2 separate regions of the Gasterosteus aculeatus genome follow, and region 2 is linked to region 1. A link is a contact called in public Hi-C data. All regions are on one chromosome and are shown on one strand. The core of a region is the stretch at or near the end of the contact, and the rest is flanking DNA. Distances in the headings are between cores, read along the strand shown. Region 1 holds the start of LOC120818116 (protocadherin-10). Region 2 overlaps fgf18a (fibroblast growth factor 18a).

Evidence for each region. Hi-C and Micro-C count contacts between places; a contact is called where the count stands out from the background.
Region 2: a contact with region 1 is called in a Hi-C map of whole body, with 4 times the contacts expected there. The contact joins the enhancer-like site here to the promoter of LOC120818116 in region 1. A contact is called at or near these places in 4 of 6 Hi-C or Micro-C datasets (liver, skeletal muscle, tail fin and 1 more).

Annotation. Positions count from the first base shown.
Region 1 is chr4:10,354,570-10,360,116 of fGasAcu3.hap1.1, forward strand. It overlaps LOC120818116 (protocadherin-10), which reads right to left and starts at 1,438. Exons shown (of 5, transcript XM_040174897.2): 1 at 1-1,438. The coding sequence starts at 1,099.
Region 2 is chr4:10,394,191-10,399,629 of fGasAcu3.hap1.1, forward strand. It overlaps fgf18a (fibroblast growth factor 18a), which reads left to right. Exons shown (of 6, transcript XM_078101312.1): 6 at 825-975. The coding sequence ends at 838. It overlaps fbxw11a (F-box and WD repeat domain containing 11a), which reads right to left. Exons shown (of 13, transcript XM_078101307.1): 13 at 5,156-5,439. Among protein-coding and RNA genes, the nearest start is that of fgf18a, 11 kb to the left of the region's middle. Within about 2 kb of position 3,726, at least 2 of the 9 cell types and tissues checked have open chromatin away from gene starts, as enhancers often do.

The sequences.
Region 1 (5,547 bases), core at 188-2,687:
AGACTGATGTGAGGATGACTTCGGGCGCGTTGTCGTTCACATCCAGGATGTCTACGAGGACTTTACTGTGCACAGCCACAGCCGAGGGTCCCCTGTCTTTCGCTTGCACATAGAGTTCATACACACTGGCTTTCTCGTAGTCCACAATGCCCTTCACTCGGATTTCACCCGTGTACGGGTCCACGTTGAACAGCTCGCGCACCTTGAGGGGTGCGTGTCCACTAAACGCGTAGGTCACCTCTCCATTGGAGCCCTCATCCAGGTCCGTGGCGTTCAGCTTCAGCACTAACGTCCCCCTCGGTGCGTTCTCCACCAAACTCGCCCGGTAAACCGAGCGGTCAAATACGGGCACGTTATCGTTGGCGTCCAACACTGTAACGGTTATGAGGGCTGTGCCGGAGCGTTCCGGTGACCCCCCGTCAAAGGCAGTCAGAACCATTTCGTGCCGTTTCCGCTGTTCCCGGTCCAATGGAGTGTCCAGCACGAGCTCAGCAAACTTGCTTCCGTCGTTGCGCGTCTGGATGTTCAGTACAAAGTGCTCGTTTGCGCTCAGCTGGTAGGAGCGCAGTGAGTTGGTGCCCACGTCCTGGTCCTGTGCGCTCTCTAACGGGAAACAGGAGCCAGGCGCAGCCGACTCCGTGATGTCGAGATTAAACTCGCTCCACGGGAAACTGGGGGAGTTGTCGTTCACATCTAAAATCTCCACTTCCACTCTGTACAGTTCTAATGGGTTTTCAATTACCACTTGCAGATGTAAAAAACAGCTCGGGCTTCGTTCGCACAGCTCCTCTCTGTCCATCTTTTCGTTGACGAAGAGAATGCCGTTCTCCAAGTTCACTTCTAAATACTGCCTCTTGGCGCCGGAGACTATTCGGAACCGACGTGCTGACAACTTAGCCACATCCAAGCCCAGGTCCTCGGCAATGTTGCCCACAAAAGCTCCGTGGTCCAGCTCTTCGGGGATGGAGTAACGAATTTGTGCGAGGACCAGGTCCACGACGCACGCACATAGAAGCAAACACACAACCAGCCCAGTCACCGGTACCCAGCTGCCTCTGGAGAGTCTGTGATCCATTTCAGCAGCTTGTGTAAAAATCATCTCATCCAGACATGGTTTGCCTCATAAAGCCCTTCAACTAAAGGGCTAACAAAAAGTACACACAAAAACAAAGCCTTTCCAAAAGAAAATAAATAAATGTCTATTTAGAACTTAGTTTTTAACATGTATGCGAACGGATAAGTTAATAACAGGACGAGAGAGGAGAAGAGAGTAAAGGCACCTCTCTTTCTCTCTCTCTCTCTCTCTCTCTCTCTCTCTCTCTCTCGGTCCGTGTGTGTTGTGCTCCACGCGCAACACCGGTTATGTGTGAACGGTGGAGGCTTGCGCTCAGATTCTTCCAGTGTATTAGACGCACCGAGGAGGTGGTGGGGAAGCGTGTGTGTGTATGTGTGTGTGTGTGTGTGTGTGTGTGTGTGTGTGTGTGTGTGTGTGTGTGTGTGTGTGTGTGTGTGTGTGTGCAAGAGAGAAATGGAGGGGGTGGACGTAACTTCTCGCAGCTCCGTATTGGAGGACGCAGACGTGAAGTGCGACTCTAATTACTGTAGACGCGTAACCCTTTCACATCCTCGTGTCTGTTCCTCTGACCCACTAAAGAGACGAGAAGGCGTAAATTTGACACCAGACGTCAGAGCAAGATTTGGATTAAAGGGACAAATTGTGTTGTGGGTGTCGTTTTCTAGGGCTGCATTTAACAGATGAGGATGGACAAGGATTTGTCGTGCTCATAAGCCCGCAGATGGCTGTAGCTAAAATATTTTTACTTTCTTCCGTTATAACTCTCATTGGACAGAACCAAATAAACAGTAGCATTTCAACGTTTCTTGGTTAAATTATAACAGTTTGCAATGCAGAAAACAAAACACTGGCCTGGATGTTCATCCTCTTTGCACTCAAATGGGCCATTGGCCGCTGCCAGTGGGCATCTGGGATTCCACAATGCGTATTAATGAGAGCCCAGTGAAGACAAATGCCCACACTACCAAAACAATCCCATTCATTAACCATCACGCGCAAAATTGGGTTTCACTAAAATAATCTTTGATGGGTTGGATACTGAATTCAATCAATATTTAAAGGCAGTTTGAGCATAAAAGTGATTACACTCACAACCCCGAGCGGGGTGAAATTCATACAAATGCGTGATACACGACTTTAATCCACCTAAGTAGGCCTGAACATGTATCCGCATAATCAACATGAAAGCATTTTCATGAAGCCTTAATCATCATCTAATCAGGTATTATATTTGGGATTAGATAAATACCACATATGGTGAGTTGTTTACAGTTTCAAACACTCCACTGAGCAGTGACGTTTTCGTTGGATAAAGAAGAAAGCTCGGGTCTCTTTAGAGTACTGCACATGTTTGTTCAGATCTAATCTTTTCTCTGTTAATCCGTGTCAGTTAGACAACCACTAAAGCACAGAGAGAGAGAGGGAGAAAAACTGAAGGATGTCTTTGTGTATTCGGGTTGGTCTGTAGACAGACACGAGTGGCATCCTAATGTAAAGCGGTGGCTTGAAATGTGAAAGTCTCTTCTTGGGGCTGACGACACAGAGTGTGTCAGCTGCTAACAAAGAAAGTGCCAGATGACAGAGAAAGAAAAATAAATCAACTTCCTCGTGCGGCATGTTCTTTAAAAGCCTTAAAACCTCGAATGATATCGAATTAAGGGGTCATTGTGGAATAACATGTTATACAAATAAGTACTCTGCGCTGGTGATAAGAAAGTGTCCCCGACCCCCCTCTCTGACAAGAATCCCCCCCCATTTGCGACACCCTCCCATTTTCAGGAAAAGGAAATCCTCAGGTTTAAATAAGCAGAAAACACAATCTGCTTGCGACTTAACCTCAAGCAGATGGTTAAGCTTCTCCAGAAAAGATTACATTTCTGGAAAAAGAAAAAAATCACCACCACCAATTCCATTGCTTTCCTCTTCTTTTTAATTAACGGAGTGAAGGATTACTGCACGCGCAGCTATCCAGGATCAGCCGTTTTCCGACTGAAGAATACAAATGTTTTGTGGTAAATAATCCCAAAGCACTCCGGTTGGCGGTCCCTCGGTGCCTGTTACATTAACATGCATTACACGGACATTTAAGCCGGTCTCATCCGCCCCTATCGCCTGGATAACCCCTTTGTCCAACGGGAAGACAGACTTTACTTTCTCTGAACTACCGCTCAACAACCACCCGACCGTGACCCGCTGCGCAGCACTTTGGAGTCGGGTCACCGGTGACCGGGTGAGAAGGTGGCGGTGGGCGATGATGGTGGGACACTTTTGACTCATAATTTCATCGTTTTACGAGTAATACACTTATATTTCATTTTTTAAAAGGATTTCATTTGAGCGGCTGCTTTTTTTTATGGCAGTATGCAAAGACACGCGTATTGCATGTTGATTTTGATATGCGTGCGCCATCTACTGGGCACTGTTCGACAATGTAAAGAGGTGTTGAAATAAGCAGCTGTCTTGCAATCTTAGTGACGTCTCTCTCAGCCAAGTAACCTTAAGAAAATTGCACGGACAATGTTAATTCGTTTCTTACTAGTTCTCACTACATACACAATGTATCTGCATTTATGAAATGAATGGATTGATTAGTGTATTACAATTGATCGTATGTTTCCCATGCTCATAACAGACTTATCCCAAATCGGTATATTAAATTCAATCTCAGCAGTTGTTACTTTGTCCCAATAAAAGGGCATTCATTATTGTCTGCTATTTTTGGAGGTCATATTCCTTTTCATCCCTGGTCTTTGTCTGCCACCTACTGGAGAATAATTAGTACAACAGTTACTAAAGCCGAAGAGTGAGGACATATAACAAGTTACCTCAGTAATCGCGCAGCTTTCCTGATGTTATTTCCTACCAACATTATACTTGTATTAATAACCACGTCCATACGTTATTATTATTTAACATTATTACTATTATTGGTTCAAAGTATAGAGTAAAAGTACCCAGTTGTAGTGGCGAAAATGACAACTGTAATATAAACAAACTTCAAAATCTGTAAACCAAATTCCTCAAACCATAAGAGCAGCACGTGATTTGTGATATGTGATCTGCTCTCATTACCTGTGACCACTTTTGCATAAGAACAACTACAGAAAGCGAACTATTTATCCCCCTGGAGTGTGCACTTTCAGACCAAATATGTTTTATTGTCTTCTTGTAATTATTGTGTAACTTGTAACTAGTCACGTGATTATTCATAGTACGAGCTCTTCAACTATAATATCGGAACACGCCATCGTTTTTTTTCTCCAGACAATACTTCCAGTTTTGTAACATAATAAGGTTTGTAAGTTCTGAATTCAAGAGCGGATTTGACAATTGTAAAAAAAAAAAAAAATGCATCGGACAGCGCCCGTGGTCGAACTCAGGGCCCCAGAAGAGCCCGAGGGAAGGCAAACACATAACCAGAAGTAACCACTGAGCTAAACCGACGCATTGTCCAAACATCAATAGCTGCTATAAGTAAATAAGCAGTAACTACTTAGTGGGTAAATAAGTAAGCACAGCAGCGTGGCCATTGGGGATAGTTTGAAGGCTGAATTGAAAAGACAGTACTATTGTTGGATAAAGACCAGACAACATTACTTTAAAATCAATGAGTCACATGAGACCATTCAGAAGCTTCCTGGTGACGTTCAAGATCACGTGGTGTGGTGAGCCTGAGCTACTTATAGCCGTTGCATCAGCAGATTCCCTGCGTCGGTTTAGCTCAGTGGTTACTTCTACAATCCACGTATCTTTCTCTGACGGGCTGCTGTCCGTCGGAGATCGACCACGGGCGCTGTCCGATGCTTTTATTCGATTGTCACGTATTTCAAATGCTCTTTAACTTTATATTTTTTTACTTTATATTCCTTTCATGAAAACAGGAACACATGTCCGGAGAAAAATAACAATTGTTGTGTTAGAATACTGTAGTTTAAGAGCTTCAACCCGCACCATGAACAATCACGTGACTTATGAGAGCCTACGCTTCACCGTGCACTCCACATATGTGTTACAAATACAGGAAGACGATGAAACATTGTTGCTCTGTCTGATTTTGTACACTCCAGGGAAATAAACGTTTCGCTTCCTGCGGTTGTTGTTGTCAGGAAGTGTTGGTCACAAGTAATGAGAGCAGCTCCTTCATAGGCGCTTGTCTCCAGTAGAGATCGCTGTAAAACAGATCAACAACTACGTGATTGTTCATGGTGCAAGATCTATCGTAACGCAACATTAGTTTTTCTACTCCAGACATGACTTTCTGTTTTGATGAGGTTTGTAAGATGAAATTCTGAATTCAAGAACGTATTTGGCATGTTTAAGAACAGTAATAAAAGCATCGGACAGCGCCCGTGGTCGATCGATGGGCCCCAGAAGAGCCCGTGAAGAAAGAAACTCATGTTTGGAAGTAACCACTGAGCTAAACCGATGCGGTAGAATAAGCTAAATAGTTGCTTTAAGTAGCTCATATGAGC
Region 2 (5,439 bases), core at 2,476-4,975, 42 kb after region 1:
GTGCAATACAGTTTATACCAAGATATGTATATGGCTTTAATATATCTGATTGTACTAGACAACATGTATTTGCAACATCACAATCAATCAGTGGGTAGGATTAATTTATTCGAGTATTGAGTTTGAGGGACTTTTGTATCAGTGTACCGTAGTTTTTTATGTATTTAGTTCACTGGATTAACCAAACATTGCCCTTGATCCATAAAATGTTTCACTTGTATTTACAATACGTGGTATAAAAAAGCGTCTATTGTGATAAATCGTATCCATATCTCCCACTCCCAATGGGATATTTTCTATATAAATAGAAATCTATATTCCATAGATGAAAATATTGTAGTGCAGAGAAATGATTAGAAAATCATTAGAAAACTACATAATAACTAACAACTAAGTATCAAAGGCCAATAGCATGCTGTCACTGTTAAACTAAACTTAAATTAAACTTTCCCACACCGTTCAAAAAGTAATCTGCGGACTACACGTATAAAAACAAATTAGCAGATTTGTAATAGAGACAATGGTTAAGAACATAAATGCAGTAGAAGAAGTCACAGAAGCTCTAAACTCAGGCACTTGCTTTAAAAAACACAAATCTAAGAGGGACCAGCCTCAACACGGAAGCGCTTGAAACTGCTGAGCACTGAGGATTCAAAGTAAACAGTGACATCCGCATTAAAAATGTTTTTGCCACAATTATGCAACATGAAGGATTTGACAGAATAGTGGAACATTCAGTAGTGAGTTTGAGTTTCATTGCTGTTTCTTATCTCCTCTATCCTGCTCTTATCCCCCCCATGCCTCACCTTCCTTTCCTATCCTAGCAGGAGGTCACTGAAGAGATGTCGCTGCCAAATGACCCAATCATGCCGGCAGACACAAACAGCTGACTCAGGGGGGAAAAGGGTGTACGAGAGGAATTCTATTGCAAGGCAACAGGAATCTGTGCTGGAGGGGGTGGTACACGGGGGAGACAGTGGGAGGGAAACAGGGTGTGGGGGGTGGGATAAAGAAGGACGAGTAGGGGGTGGCGGGGTGAGTTGTTCGTTTTCTGGAACGTGGCTCTAGTTCCAGTCGGGAATGATGGAAATATTCCGCGTAGCCAAACCCAGAGTGGAAGGTGTATGGTAATCATGTCGGGGAAGGAATGCCAAATATGTGCGTGAGAAAGGAGCTGTGACCTGAGAGCTGCAGGAATTATGGGCCAAAATCCCACAGACCCAGAGGAAGCACACACACCCATGTCCAACTCATACACACATCATATACTAATGGTGCTCCACCAAGCACAGATCCATCCCACATAACTTATTCCTAGAATTCAAAACATTCTGCTGTATCAAACTAAACCTAAAACATTTAGAAAGCGATTCCCTTCCCTGTACCAGTAGAGAGAGAGAATACACCTTAACCATACAGACGCAGGACAGAGGTGAATTACAACAGCTGGACCTTTGCCGTAAAGGCACGGCTTTGACCATGTCGAATGCACACTACTCGTTCACAGTTACAGTATTTACACGACTGAGTATGTGATCTACTGTAACAGGTTGTTTTGAACTCTGAACTTGGCTGCAAACAGTGAGAGGCCCAGTCTCCAGGACAGATTGCACTGTGGGAGATTGCTGAGTTCACACTCCCACCTGGTGGCCGTCTTTGATACACTGTCATCCCGCCATAGTTTAACCAACATTTGTCTATCGTTAGATGTCTTTATAACAAAAGTGTAAATAAGTAACTGTTATGAACATATTGGAAAGTCTTACCGACAGATACCTGGAACCATATGAACTTGTATCGCATATACACTGTGGTTTCAAATTAAAGAAAGTTGACTTCAATATTGTGACGTCTTTGCCTTTGGTTGTTTTATATTTTACAACTTTTGTCTTTCTAAAACCAGAGGAATTCTACACACTGTCCATTTTCCTTGTACTGGCTTTGTTGAAGTGAAAAAGATCTAAATTAACTGGACCTAATGAAGGTCTGAACGGTTGTTAATAAAGTGAGTAAAAGTGATTCACAGTGTGCAGCATTCTTTGGTAAAACGTGCCTAAAAGCTAATGTTTGGCAACTAAGTCGGTTGAGCAATGTTGAGGTCAACTTTGTTCCATTTGCAGCTTCATATATTTATATCTACTGCAGTTCCTGCTCCGAGGGCGAAGGCCGGGCCACCGCAGGTGCATCTTGTACCGTTGTTGAGAACCGCTCATGGCCCGTAGACTCCATGGGAGCTGGTTGTAAACTCGCCTCGTGCTGCAGACGGCTTCTCACTATATCACAAGATCACGGAAAGATTGAATACATTACAAAAGTCCGTTTTATCAGGCTTAAAGTAAAAAAGTATGTTACCCGCAAGCCAGTGCATGGATCAACCAGTCCTCTGAAGGGCAACTGGAAGCCACGGGAGGGTTTCTTGGGTGAGTGCGAGAGGACACGGAAGGACAACCGGTCCTTCCATAACGATGGCGGCTCCTGAAGAGGTGGGTGTCGACCACATCAGTTCACAGCTGGAAAGTGTGTCTTCGTTGAGAGAAGCACCACTGTTTGCTTTGCTGCACAGAACACGATCGCTTGTCCATTCAAAGTTTAGTAGAATTGAACAAAACTGCACCAATCTTTAACTGACCAAAGTTCTTACAGGAACACAATCTTACTAGACTACCCCAATTTGGACAATGCATGTCCTGTGTAGAGTGATTGGATCAGATTAATGGTTATTGAGATATGTGAAGGACATAATCACCACGGACACATACACACCAACTATGCTATGACTTTCTGTATTACTTTCTATCTATTTTTTTGTCTCCGCCTCAATATTTGTATGATGGCAGGTTTGTGTGTGTTCGTTTCTAGACAGCGCCCAGAGAAACAGTGGAGAAAAAGTTTTCTCTTGTTTAGTGGCTAACAGCTAATTGAACCACCAGATAATACAAGCTGATGTGTACTTCTAGGTTGCTGGTCAGTGGTCAGACACAGTTGACACAGTTTGGGAAAACCGTTTCCCTCCATCGTGTCCAAGACACGATGCTTGGACTTTATCAAAGCATTCTGACTTGACATAGTATGACATACGTTCATATATTAAATATGTACTATTTAATTCGACTTTTTCCTTCTCTTTGTGACACAATATTATTTACTATTTATGTTATCACATTTTTGAAAAAATAAAACTTTAAATGTCACATCATATCTTCACTATAACATTGAATTTACTATGGATTTTTATGAAATATTTTCACAAGCTACATAATTACTTTTCTATGTCATTTTGTATTATCTTGAAATAGAAATATTACATTTTAATGACATTACTTTTTTCAAATTTCAATTGCTACATTAATTCAGTTAAAAAGTCAGCCTGCAATACTTAAAAAAACGAGCAGGATTTTTGACCACCGTAATAGTGCATACACTATATGGTCACCTAGACAGGTGCTGCTGATTTCCAAGGCCACTGCTAGAGTCCAAACTAAAACCAAGAAAGGGCTTCACAGAGTTTCTATTCACGATTCTTCTGGGAAAAACTCCACTACAGGTCAGCTGCAACTCTCACTACTTTGAAATCAATGCTGATGTCTTTTCTGTCTTTCTTTTACTAAAAGGTTTCTGCACAGCTTCATTCTATTTCATACGTGTTGTTGTAAGAGGCCGAGAGGCATGGTGGTGGGAGGGATCTACATTCCTGCAGGAGGGCTCCACCCACTTGCTCTGGAGAGCATCGGGATCGAATGTAGGAGGCGACACACCTGGAGCTGATCTCCGGGCCGGGGAGACGAGCACAGGTCAGACGGGGAAACTGTTCACAGACTGTTTCCGCGTGCAGGAGGTCGGGTCTGACACTGAATCATGAACCTGTGATATATACGCCGTGTGGGACGAGAAGATGTCTGTCCAACATCAAGAAGACCGTCATCAGCACCACATGCTTTAGGCTCTGAAATACCAGGTGTGCTGTGGTGATGCAGCAGACTGTCACGGACAGCGGTGAGCTGGTGAAAGTTATTGTCACAGAATTTGGGAGGAGAACATCGGATAAGAGACAGAATCTCCCCTGGGACAAACTGAACTTACAACATTCAACATTTTATTATTGTATCGGACTTGTCTTTTGAATTAATTGAATTGGGAATGGGTATTTGTGCGCTACTTTATGTACATTTATGAATTGGAAAAATGTTCAGGATTAAAAAAAGAAAGATTCTGTGTGAGAAGCACGGTTCCTTTCCCTAAGCTCTCCTGGGGAGATGCAGTACAGACAGGTGGTCCGGTGGAAGGTGTATGAGTCTACAGTATATATATAGATATAAAAACACCCATTAAAACTGGTAGGACTGTCTACCTCTACTTGATTTGCTGCCAATATTTTCTGTGTGTAGGTTGACTTGATGACACACCTGTGCCTTTTGACAGTATTACTTTAGTCAAAGTATTGTACCACTATACTATTACATTTCTGCCTTTGTTTTTTTTTTGTGACTTTTAGGATGTCTTCAACCTGCTGTACGATTACACTTCACTTAGTATATTATTAATAAAAAAATATATATACATTTTTTTGCCTGTAGTTCAATTACATGCTGACTTTTTGACTGACACTATTCTATGGATCAGATATTTGTTGAATAAATATGACTTTTAGACATACACCAATATTACCATTTCATTTTCTCTATGCGTGTCAATCTGTAGGACAACTTTAGTTTTGCGTGTTGAAACATTTAAAAAATATTACGTTATTCAACATGATATAATATGCCTTTTTACGACACAATATACTCTACCAGAACCTTTTCCGACGTACTGTACTCTAGCCTTTTCATAACATACTATACAAACATTGTTTGACACTGTACTCACTTATTGTTTGTCATTATAGTATACGCCTTTAAAAAAAATATATATAAAACAGAATACAAACTACAACTCCTTGATGACTGAGATGAGAAACGATTTCTTGAGAAAATTCAGGAAAAAAAACAAACACATTACAATGACTCTTTGCCAGAGGGACACATGACCATAGAGTCCCTTATGTGTGTACAAAAGTAACAAATTTAAGGCCTAATCAGAGGTTCTCTACATGTCAGAGCAGCACAGCACAAATCCACCCACACATGCACACAGACAAGGACAGACATCAAACTCATTCATGTTACAGTTGGCTCAACACTCCACCACTGTCAAGTACTTTATTCACAATAAGGTCATTTTCTTTAAAAAATCATTTTTAATATACAACACAATTTTTGACAAGACAACTCCGTTTACAGCTAAATTTGAGCTCTTGAGTTCCAGCTTCTCTCATAACCAAAGCAAGCACGTAGATGATGGGGGAGGGGGGGGGTGAAAGGGACAGATGAACATAGGTCGAAGTTTGAAGAAAGAATGAGGAAAAGGCAGTCGGAGGGGGGGAGAGAGAGAGAGAGAGAG